Linked DNA regions of Gossypium hirsutum: all the other regions are linked to region 3. The links are chromatin contacts, called in public Hi-C maps. All regions are on one chromosome and are shown on one strand. The core of a region is the stretch at or near the end of the contact, and the rest is flanking DNA. Distances in the headings are between cores, read along the strand shown.

The links. A called contact is a pair of places that touch in the nucleus more often than the background predicts.
Region 1: a Hi-C map of leaf shows a contact between it and region 3, with 3 times the contacts expected there. The contact joins the promoter of LOC107957340 here to the promoter of LOC107957339 in region 3. A contact is called at or near these places in 12 of 34 Hi-C or Micro-C datasets (callus, fibers, hypocotyl and 3 more).
Region 2: a contact with region 3 is called in a Hi-C map of leaf, with 4 times the contacts expected there. The contact joins the enhancer-like site here to the promoter of LOC107957339 in region 3. A contact is called at or near these places in 17 of 34 Hi-C or Micro-C datasets (anther, callus, fibers and 4 more).

The regions. Positions count from the first base shown.
Region 1 is chrA05:40,090,387-40,094,167 of Gossypium_hirsutum_v2.1, reverse strand. LOC107957340 (60S ribosomal protein L35) reads left to right here and starts at 1,808. Exons shown (of 4, transcript XM_016892848.2): 1 at 1,808-1,921; 2 at 2,047-2,182; 3 at 2,846-3,002; 4 at 3,337-3,636. The coding sequence starts at 1,918. The coding sequence ends at 3,411. It also overlaps the pseudogene LOC107961196.
Region 2 is chrA05:40,036,037-40,039,659 of Gossypium_hirsutum_v2.1, reverse strand. No RefSeq gene overlaps it. Among protein-coding and RNA genes, the nearest start is that of LOC107961194, 30 kb to the left of the region's middle. Within about 2 kb of position 2,264, at least 3 of the 9 cell types and tissues checked have an H3K27ac peak or open chromatin away from gene starts, as enhancers often do. A contact at or near this core is called in hypocotyl and leaf, where this site is marked.
Region 3 is chrA05:39,878,544-39,882,111 of Gossypium_hirsutum_v2.1, reverse strand. It overlaps LOC107957339, which reads right to left and starts at 1,632. Exons shown (of 5, transcript XR_001700411.2): 1 at 962-1,632; 2 at 793-861; 3 at 76-398.

The DNA of each region.
Region 1 (3,781 bases), core at 559-3,058, 210 kb before region 3:
TCGAGAGTGGACACTACGCTGACACCCTTAGCTTCTTTGGGGTTCATCGGGTCGGTGTATCGGAGTCTCATTTGGCCATCATGGTGGCACTGGGAAATATGTTAATGCAAAAGGTTTCGCCATTGTTAAGACCATACCAGCAAGCAATCAACAGCAGGAGACTGATGGCTTTGAGACAGTGCTGAGTTTACTGTTTATATTACCTATTAGATCTGATTTGAGAGTCAAAATTCAAAGATTTCTGATTTTTTTAATAAAAATTGTGAAATTTTATGTGATTTATTTGGAAAATTATACTGTGTTATGAATCTAACAAAAAAAAATGAAAAATTTAGAATTTGTTGCGTAAATTTTGAGTTGATTTATCCGGTTAAATGAATATGTAACAACCGAATTAACCAATAAAAAATCTGATTGAATTATTAAAAAATTTCTTACAAAAATTTATAATGTAAAATTTAATCGGCTTAATCACAAATTTGGTCACTAATATTTACATGCTTTGTCAAAATGACCTTAATTGTATTTTCGAGTCTTTTTTTTGCTATAAACCTTTGTTTTTTTTTTCAAATTACGTTTTTTTAATAGATTTGATGAAATTACCATTAAGAATTTAATGGGATGATGTGAAATTTTATATGTAAAATATTTTTAATAGAATGTAATCTATATCGAAAATATTGAATGTGTGCTTTTTTTTAGATAATTACGTTTATTTTCTTTAAGTTAAAAGTTATTTTTTTAACTTCATGAATTATTTATTTATTTTATAATTTTTCACATGTAATTATTTTATTGGGTTACCTAAATAATAGATTATATCTCATTAAAAATATTCCACATATGAAATTCCACATTACCCCGTTAATTTTTTTAATGATACTTTCATCAAATCTGTTGAAAAATAAAAGCAATTTGAAATAAAGAATAAATGTTGATGACCAAAAAAGTCTAAAAAATACAATTAAAGTCATTTTGACAAAACATGAAAAAAATTAGTAGTTAAATTTACCATTAACCCAATTTAATTTTCAACTTTTCCTTAAATATTGTAAATAGAGTTAAAAGCTTTTTTTTAAGGATGGGTGAAGGGATCCTATTTCAGGAGTTGCATCGACAACTGCTGTGGCTAGAGAAGAACTTGGTATGTGGCGTGGAGGAGTTGGGAGAAACATTGATAGATGCAATGTTGGGCAGGTTAAACTTTGGACTATTTATGATGGACTTCTTATAACGTGGGATGCTAATTGAGTTAATATCCTGGTCGAAACAAATTATTCTCAAACTGTGGAAGCCGTTTTAGATAGGTCTTGTAGGTAATTGTACCGGCCGGGACCTAACTTTGAGAATTCAAGAGATTTGTAGGAGACAATAGAAGGTGGTCATTAAGAAGATTCCAAGAGAAATTAATAGAGCTGCTTATACGTTGGCTGGGATTATGAAAGCTTTCTCTTATGATCCAATAGTCTTTTAGGAACCTCCGGAAATAATCATGAAACATCAGCGGATAGATGCTTGGTTTTTACATGATGTTACTAGAATAATATTGTAATTATTGCTGGGTTGTTTAAAGATTTTAATCCAACTCTTTTTTAAATATTTATTGTCAAATTCAACTCTTTTTATAATATTGATGACTAAATTAAAAAAATATATAAATATTAAAAAAAACTAAATTTTAGAGAAATTATAAAAATCGATTTGTGGAGAAGCTATACTCATTCCTCCATTAGACTTTATCCAAACAGGCCCAAGTTTAGAAGCCCATATAATATTATAGCCCAATAAACTACAATAAAATAAACCAATTTTAACCCAATTCTTTAGAACCCTAGTCTCCTTTTAATATTAGGGTTTCATCATACTTTAAGAAAGACAGAGAGAAGCCGGCACTTCTGAAGAGCAGCGGAAGAAGCAATGGGTAACTCTTCAAATACCTTTAAAATGTTCATATTTTTCTTACATTTCCTAAAATCAAACATGGATTTTTCATGTGTTTTAATCTTTGTTTCATGTTATTGTTTGTAAATCGCTTAAAAAAAACAGCGAGAATCAAGGTCCATGAGTTGAGACAGAAATCAAAAACTGAGCTTTTGGCTCAGTTGAAAGATCTCAAAGCTGAGCTCGCTCTTCTTCGTGTTGCCAAAGTTACCGGTGGTGCACCTAACAAGCTTTCCAAGATGTAATTTTCTCTCTCTGTATTGTTCTTTTTTAATCTGTTGTATGTGTTAGCTATGGATCGTAAGTTGAGGGTTAATTGGGTATATGCAAATGGAACTTGATTTCCTAGTTTATTTGGAGAAATGGGTATTCATTTGTTTCTAACAAAGGATTTTCTTGTTCGATTGGTACTTTCTTATATTGTTTTTGCTATGTAGTGAAAGTGAATTGCTGGTATCTCTGGAACAAAGTTTCCCTTCTGTATAGTTGTTAAAATGTGTTGTGATAAATAAAACGTTAAAACATTTAAGAAATTGGTTTTCATTAAGAAGCTTAATAATTTCGCTTTTATGTATGGAACAATATGTTTGAATTTATATTTATTTTAGCCATATGCCATTTTTTCTCCCTCGAATTATATCATTTGGTGACTATATGAGAAGCGAAAAGCAAAGTAGCGATATTGATTCCGATATCATTTGATTGGCAAGTTCAGCTTTTAAAGAGCTAGTTAGGACTAACGTATATGTTGGTTTTGAAACTGTACACTTTGGAGTGCATTGTATATGAGTTTCATTTTTGACTTGTTCAATATTTTGTTAGACCTTGTTGATTTGGCATGTTCCGGTTCCGGATTCATTGGCTTTGGCATGTTATTTTGATTCTTCTGTTTGTATGAATGCAGAAAGGTGGTGAGGTTGTCAATTGCTCAGGTGTTGACAGTGATCTCACAGAAGCAGAAGGCTGCACTGAGGGAGGCATATAAGAAGAAGAAGTTCTTGCCCCTTGATCTCCGTCCAAAGAAGACCAGAGCCATCAGGAGAAGGCTTACCAAGCATCAGGTACAGACATTCTTTTGATTATGCGAATATGCTTTTATTATAGCTTTTGTTGAATAAGTATTTTTTACTAAAATCCTAGTGTGAGTGTCGGGTTAAGTTCACATACCCATGTCTGAAGATGTGCTTGTTATAGGTGTCAGACATGAGTACATTAAGAAAATGAAAAGTCGGAAATCAGAATAACATAAAATCGTGCCATTTCAGCTGCCATGCAGCTTCCATCCATCTTGAATGCATAGAACTATCAATGAAACATGTATTCGGGTTTAGTTTGCTTGCTATTTGTATAGCTTGTTTGGTTGTATCTGAATATCGATTTGTTTGCTTGCCCTAGGCATCGCTGAAGACAGAACGTGAAAAGAAGAAGGAAATGTACTTCCCCATGAGGAAGTATGCCATTAAGGTGTAGGATAAGATATTTGAGATTCTATTTTGAAATCCGTTTGTGTTTACTTATTTGTGAAAACCCGAGCTGTGATTTTGTTTGGTTTTTATGTTTTTGAACATTTTCCCATATGTCAAATCTAGATTTTAATCTTTTTGATGGAAGTGGTAATTAAATGAGGGACATTCTGCTTAAGAATGAAATTTAGATGGAGGTTAGAAATGAAATCCATTTATCTTTGTTTTGAAACATCTCACTAGTGTCATGCTGGGATCTTTGCTGGTCAATGCCATATTTAGGAACTTCTCCTCGGCATTCCCTGAGGTCGCTTCAGTCATGATTTTATACCCCTCCTAATTGATGTCAACGATGAAGATGGCAATGTCAATTGTTA
Region 2 (3,623 bases), core at 1,015-3,514, 160 kb before region 3:
AGACCTATATGAGTTGAGTCCATGATAAGATTTAGTTGAATTTGAAGGGGGTCGGTGAGTATGAAATACTAATTAATAATCATTTTAAAATGGGCTTGGTTGTATTTTGATATTTTAATTTTTTTTAAATTTAATCATTCTAATTAAGATAATTATTTAAATTAATCATTATCGTTAAAAATTATGTTAATTCATTAATAAATTATTTATGACATATTAATCAATTGAATTATGTCACTTGTGGTATTTTTTTCCTTTTAACTTTTAACTAAAGTTTAGAGATTTTTGTAACTAATGTAAAGTTTTTTTTTCCATCTCTCTATCATTTAACGACTCCCTGGTCAAGCCATCTCAAACCTTCCAATCACTCTCCACCATCCCATCTGACTCCTTTATTTCGTAAGAGGATGTTTGCGGTACCAATTTGTATTCTTAATTGAAGCTTTCAATTTCTGGAACATATAGTTTTTCAGAAAACTCAAGGTTTGAATATTCTGCATGGTTGCAACTTAAGTTATGGGTATTAACAAGTATCTTAACTTCAATCTCCTTGAAACTGGATATCTCACCCTATCAATTGTTGTTGTTGCCTTCACTTTACAAGTAATATCATCGTCGTTATTTCAATAATTCAAACAGCCTCATTTATAATAGTATATATATATACACACACCAAGTTTGAGCTAAAATCATGTAGGATGGTAATTCTCATTCCCTCAAAGGATTTATTCTTATATTGTTCTACAATGTTATTAGAGCTTGCTTTTTCATATCTAGGACACCTCTAAGTAAGAATAGATTACCGTATATATACATTGAAACTTTCTTTTCTAACTGTTTATTATTGGATTTTTCCTCACATTTTATCTCAAAGCAAGTTGACATCACAAAATAAACAACTAATAAGTAAGAATAAATTACCATATATATATATGTATATATTCACACATTCATCACTTGAAACTTTCATTTCTAACTATTTATTATTGGGTTTTTCCCCCACATTTCATCTCAAGCAAGTTGAAATCACAAAATCAACAACTAATATACCCATTGATCCAATCTTCAGAGCTTGAGGAAGTAAGTAAATGTTTTAGAGAGCTTTTTTTTTTTTTTAACAAATGGATTCAAATATTATGGAACTAAAGGCACGGGATTTGTCGATATATGATGAAATATTGTTTGAAGCTTTTAACAGGAATGTCATCATATACATTTTATTTTGAAGGAGGGTGTTTGCTTCTTTATATGAATAAAGAAGGGAGTCAGATGGGGTGGCGGAGATTGATTGTAAGTTCTGAGAGAGTTTGAACAGGGAGTGGCAAGATGACGACAAAGAAGACAAAGAAAAAAAGAAAGTTTTGGAATAATTACATAAAGGTGTTTAAGGTTTAGTCAAAAATAAAAAAAATTACCACGTGTCATCATTTAATTGGTTAATGTGCCACGCCAACAATTCGTTAGTGGATTAACGAAATTTTTAATAGTGGTGACTAGTTCGAACAATTATTTTAATTAAAGTGACTAAATTGAGAAAAAATTAGAGTGATCAAAATAGGATAAACCCTATTTTAGAGTGACTTTAGATGTAATTTATGCTAATAACATTTAATTATATAATCTATCAAGTTATTAAAAAATTTTTATATTATAATAATGAAACCAACTACTAAATTAATTCAAGCTAACTTGATTTGTACATGAATTTTAAAATTATTAACAAATGCTGAGTACAATGATAAATCATATTACGGTATTGATGAGAGAATATTGTTGAAAGAGGCAACGACAAATCTCGAATATAAACTCTAAAATAAACATGAAAAATTAAAAAAAAATTCTAAAAAAATTTTATCCGCACCATCATAAAGAAATTAGAGGAAAATGTATTAACCTAAATTTTTATATCTACAACATATAGTTGTTGTGATTGAGCCAAGAGATTATTTATATATATATATATATAAAAGTAAGAACTCGACATTCAAATTGGTGGGATAATATTAATGTTTGTAAGAACTCGACATTCAAATTGGTGGGATAATATTAATGTTTGTATTTTGGGTAAACTCAATTATTTCTCCAACATATATGTTTGGGAGGGGTGTATGGTAGATTGGCTCACGAACCCAATATGGAAGACTTGGAATATGGATTCAATTAGAGATATAAGATAATGGATCCTAGAGTGGCTATATGTTGGGATCCTGTGTCTTGTACTATGGCACTTGTAGAAGCATAGGAATCATGATATGCATTATAAAGGAGTTGTTCCCAACCCAACCCAATCCAATCCAAGTGGGTATAGTTGGAAGGTGTGGTGGGCAGCTCTAAGTAGAGTACAAAACTTTACTAAATATCTGCAGGAATAATGCTGGCAATGAAATTGAGCAAGTTCATATCAACAAATATTCTTTTATCACAACAAAATTAATTATTATGATTACTTTTTTTTTGACATGAATTTACTTCTAGAATAAAGATTATTGGTCAATATATATATATATATATACAATCGTTTATTATTATCACAATTGTTTGCAGTTTTAGTGTCGACAATTTAATTACGAAAGAATTGAATAAATCTAATAACTTATTTTGATCACATTTACTCACAAATTTAGCATAAAAAATTTTGCATTAAAAAGATTGAATAGTTGTGATGACTTTAAATCTAATTACTATAAATTATATTAATTATTTTCTTTCTCCACTAAAAATGCTATCTCATGTAGTTATGGTTTTATTTATGTTCAACTATATTTTTTAGTTTTGATTATTTTTGTTTATCTTTCTTTTTTATTAATTCTACTAAATTCGATATAATGAATTAAATAAAATAGATTATCAAGAAATTTATAAAATAATATAAAATATGCTTAAATATTTAGAATGTTTTTATAAATAATTAAAAAATTAATTAAACTCTTAATTAAAATTTGCAATCGATTGAGTTTTTAATTTAAAGATAGTAATCGATTGAGTGAAGATGTGGTGGTGGTGTCGAAACAATAATGACATGGCAGATGAAATAGTATTTCACATGAAAAATGTTGACAAATGGAAGGTTTAATTGATTTTTAATTATTTTACGAGTTTAATTAATTTTTATAACTTATAAAAGAAATTATAAAAATTTGAGTAAATTACACCATTAGTCACTAAACTATGGGTAAATTTTCATTTTTATCACTTAATTAAAAAAGTTACAATTCCCTCTCTTCACCAATTAATCCTTGATAAGTGATTACTTATCTTTTCAATCTAGCCCCTGCACTACAATTTATCCAATTTTATCACTTGGCAATTTGGTCTTATAATTTCATATATACCACATGAGCTCCTCGAATAATATTTTTGGTTTAGCTTGACTTAATAATTCAGCCCCGAACTCGAATTTTTTTAACACTGGCGAAAATCAAGCCGTTATATTATTATTTAATTAATAAACAATTCGCATTTATCTAACACCGTACTTGAATTTTATTTTCTTGATCACTTATACAATACGAATTTTGACTTCGAAAAATTTAGGATGTTACATTTCTTGGTTTTTTTCTTTGAAGTCCTGGGAAACTTTCACCCTCAATTTACTAGGGTTTGACTTTAGAGAGTTGGTTAAA
Region 3 (3,568 bases), core at 383-2,882:
CGCGCATATAATCCAAAGGCAACCAATAGATCTCAAATTCCCATATCATGTAGTTCAATACCAGAAAATTCTAACCTCTGGCAGGGAAAGAAAGAAGGGTCCTGGGGGATTGCAGAAGCTTCTCCATCAGCAGCCAATCTGTGCCCAAAGAAGGAAGCCAAAGATGGGATTGAAGATTCGCCGCTGGCCCAGACGGCTAGGTTTTGCAAGTGCTCGTGTTTCAACACAGCTTTGACGTTGGTGGAACCTCCTCCCCTTGTTTGCTTCTTGCCGCTCGCTTCTTCTCTGAGTGACACCGTCTTTTGGAACTTTGATAGCGTATTTGCTGCACTTTTCACGCCTCCGCCGTCTCTGCCGCCGCCTCTTACTCTCCTTCCCATGTTTTTGCTTCTTTCCTCCTTAAAGAAAAGTAGAACTATTATTATTATTAGTAGCAAAATGATCTTGATTAAAGATTGGGCAATTAACCGGGTAAAATGCTGGTACTTGAACATAGCCATATACCTTATTGTTAAAACTAGATAGATGTTCGAATTGATCAAATCACCCGTTCATCAGTAGATAGATTAAAAATCACTAAAATTCATTAAAAAAATTAAAATAAAGGAAAAAATATAAAGAATTAATAAATCATAAACAAATTGAGGAAACGAAATAAGTACTAATGGTAGAAAGGAAATTATATTTGTTTTGAGCTAAGTAAAATAAACCAAGTGAAAGATACAAACCAAAACAATGTATTTATATTGAATTTCTAAAATTATAAAGATACGGCAGGCAGCAAGAGAATACCTTAGCAATGAACACAACCCGCAGATGGCAGCAACAGGGCCGGTGAGTTAGCAGCAAACCACACTAAGACTGTAAAAGTAAAAAATTCTCTCTGTCATTCGTACGAACAGGGGGAAAAATGGGATCTGGCAGAAGAAAAAAACTTGCTAGAACTAGTAAGAATACTGACCTTCAATATACTCTTATTTGCCCCCGGGGGGGTGGACTTGCTCTTTAACTTGGAATTAATTTTGGTTTGATTAGATTTCGAGTTTATTTGTAATTTGGTTTGAAGGACTTGGGTTTAAACACAAAGTGAATTTAGGCTTAGATGGTTTCTTTTTTTTCTAAATAACTTTTTTGGGCTTTAGCCCATTAACTTTTAGTTTTATAATTTTTAATAGATCTATCTATGTATGTAGAGGCCGGACGGCGGCGGTGGCACTGGGGTTCTGGACTTGGAAAGAGCTGCGCATCGCGGAGGCTAGTGAAGGAGAAGAAAGGAAAAAAGTCCGGCGGTGACTCTGTTGGAGAGCGCACAACGACGGCGCCGGTGACAATCGCTGACGGCTTAGCAGAGCGGCGGCGCTATGGATTTCAAATAAAATACGGGAAAGACGTAGGTGGGAGAGAAGGGAGACAACGGAGGCCGAGAAGAGGTCGAAGGCGTCTGACTGCGGCGGTGCCGACAACGGCGTTGAGAAGCAAACGGCAGGTAGGGGGTGTGAGCAAAAGAAAAAGAAGAGAACAGAAGCGGGAGAGAGAAGAGAAAGAGAAGGAATGAGCGGTGGCCTTTGATTGGAGACCAACGAGGAGGCGCCGGCAGTATTGAGGGTGAGGGACGGCTAGGGTTAGTTTTTTGGGAGAAAGAAAAAAAGATAGAAGGAAATATATATATATATATCAGATTCGAATGCACATATTTGAAGATTATTAGAGATTTTTTATTTTTTAAATAAAATGTGATTTGCTCTAAAATATATAAATAAATAAATTTTCACTTCATCCAATCACAATTAAATATTGAATAAGGAAGCAGTGTTAAAATCTTTCTAGCTGGACTTATTTTTTCTATAAAAATGGTGACAACTTTTTCTTTAAATAAATTCTTGTATTTTGGTAAAATAAAAAATTTTTAAATTTTCAATAAATATATAGCTGAATTTTGAATTGGAAAGGATCCTACACTTACTTTCATCTTCCTTTTGCCTTCTTCTCCATTAAGATTTTGGGATTTCTGTTTATGAACTTGTCTATTTAAAGATTGAGGAATCAAACTTTTACTATTAGGGTTAAAATAAAATGGTTTTTTTTTGTGTGTGTTTAGGGTTTGAAGAGTATATGAATGAGCAAAATTTAATTTGACTTGAAAAAATTAATTTTTTTTAAATTTCAAGTTAATTAATTTGAGTTATTTAAACTATTTAAGTCAAATTTAAATAAGTAATTCGAGTTTTGAGTTCAAATCAAGTTGAAATTCGAATAAGTTGAATAATTGGAATAAGAGATTGGTGTAAATACCCGAATTTCTATCAAGTTTGAAAGTGAGTAAATTAGTTTCTCTTTCAACAAAAATTACAAAAAAAAACAACACAATTTTTAAAAAATTCAAAATAATTTTTAAAATTCTAAATATTTATAGAAATTCTAAAAAAATTCTAAAAATTAAAATAATAATGTTAGAACCTAAATAAGTTAAGTAATAATTCAAGTTTATCATACTAATGTATTTTTTTTTTTTGCATTGAAAATGTTTTCAAATATATATAGTTTCAATTTTATGTTTATTTGTTAGAACCTAAATAAATTAGTTATACTGCAACAATATTTTAATTTGACATGTTAATTTTTTAATTTAAATCAAACAATTTCACTTAATTCGATTCGACTCGACTCAAATTTTATTTCACTTGTCAACTCAATTAACTCAAAAAATTGACACTCGATTCGATCAAACGCTCATCCCTAGTCCAGACTTCTAATGTGTTACTTTAAGTTAAACTCAAACTTTTACTTTTACTAGTTACCTTTAATTATTGTTTTTAAACGGAAATATATTTGCATTATTTTTTATAATTCCACATCATTATTTATATAAAAAACAGAATTGCCACATCAGATTTCTTTAAGGGAGATAACGCAAAATTTAACTTCAGGTTTAAATTTTAAAAATTGAAAAAAAAATAGAGGACCAAATTAGAACAAATTAGAGTAAAAAGACTAATTTCACAAGTTTCTCAAAGTATCGGAACGATTTACTGAATTTGATCAAATATAAAGTCACACTACAAACATAATAATAACGCTAATTGAAATATAAAAATGTTCAAATACAAAATTAGCTTTAAATAATACCATTTTTTTGTCAAAAAAGTGATAATTAAAAAATATATATATTATTTATATTTACAATCATTTAAGCTTCTAATTGAGTTAGTGTCATAAGTTAACTAAATATTAATTTAGATCAGAAAATTATGAAAATGTCATTTAGTAATTAGAATAAATTACATTATTTGATGGTACTTTAATATTTTCACTTTAACAAAAAAAATACATATATATAATTAGATTTGAATTTTTGTCAATTGGATTGATAATACTTTAAATTTATCACCCAACTAAAATTGTATTTGAATATATTTTATATATTTTAATTTTAATATACACAACTTAATCTAATTTTCTTTTATTTTAATATCATATATGTTTAATGTGTTATTATGATTAATTAATTTCAAACCATACATTTCATTATTTATTGTATGTTATTTTAAAACATACCTATATTCTAAAT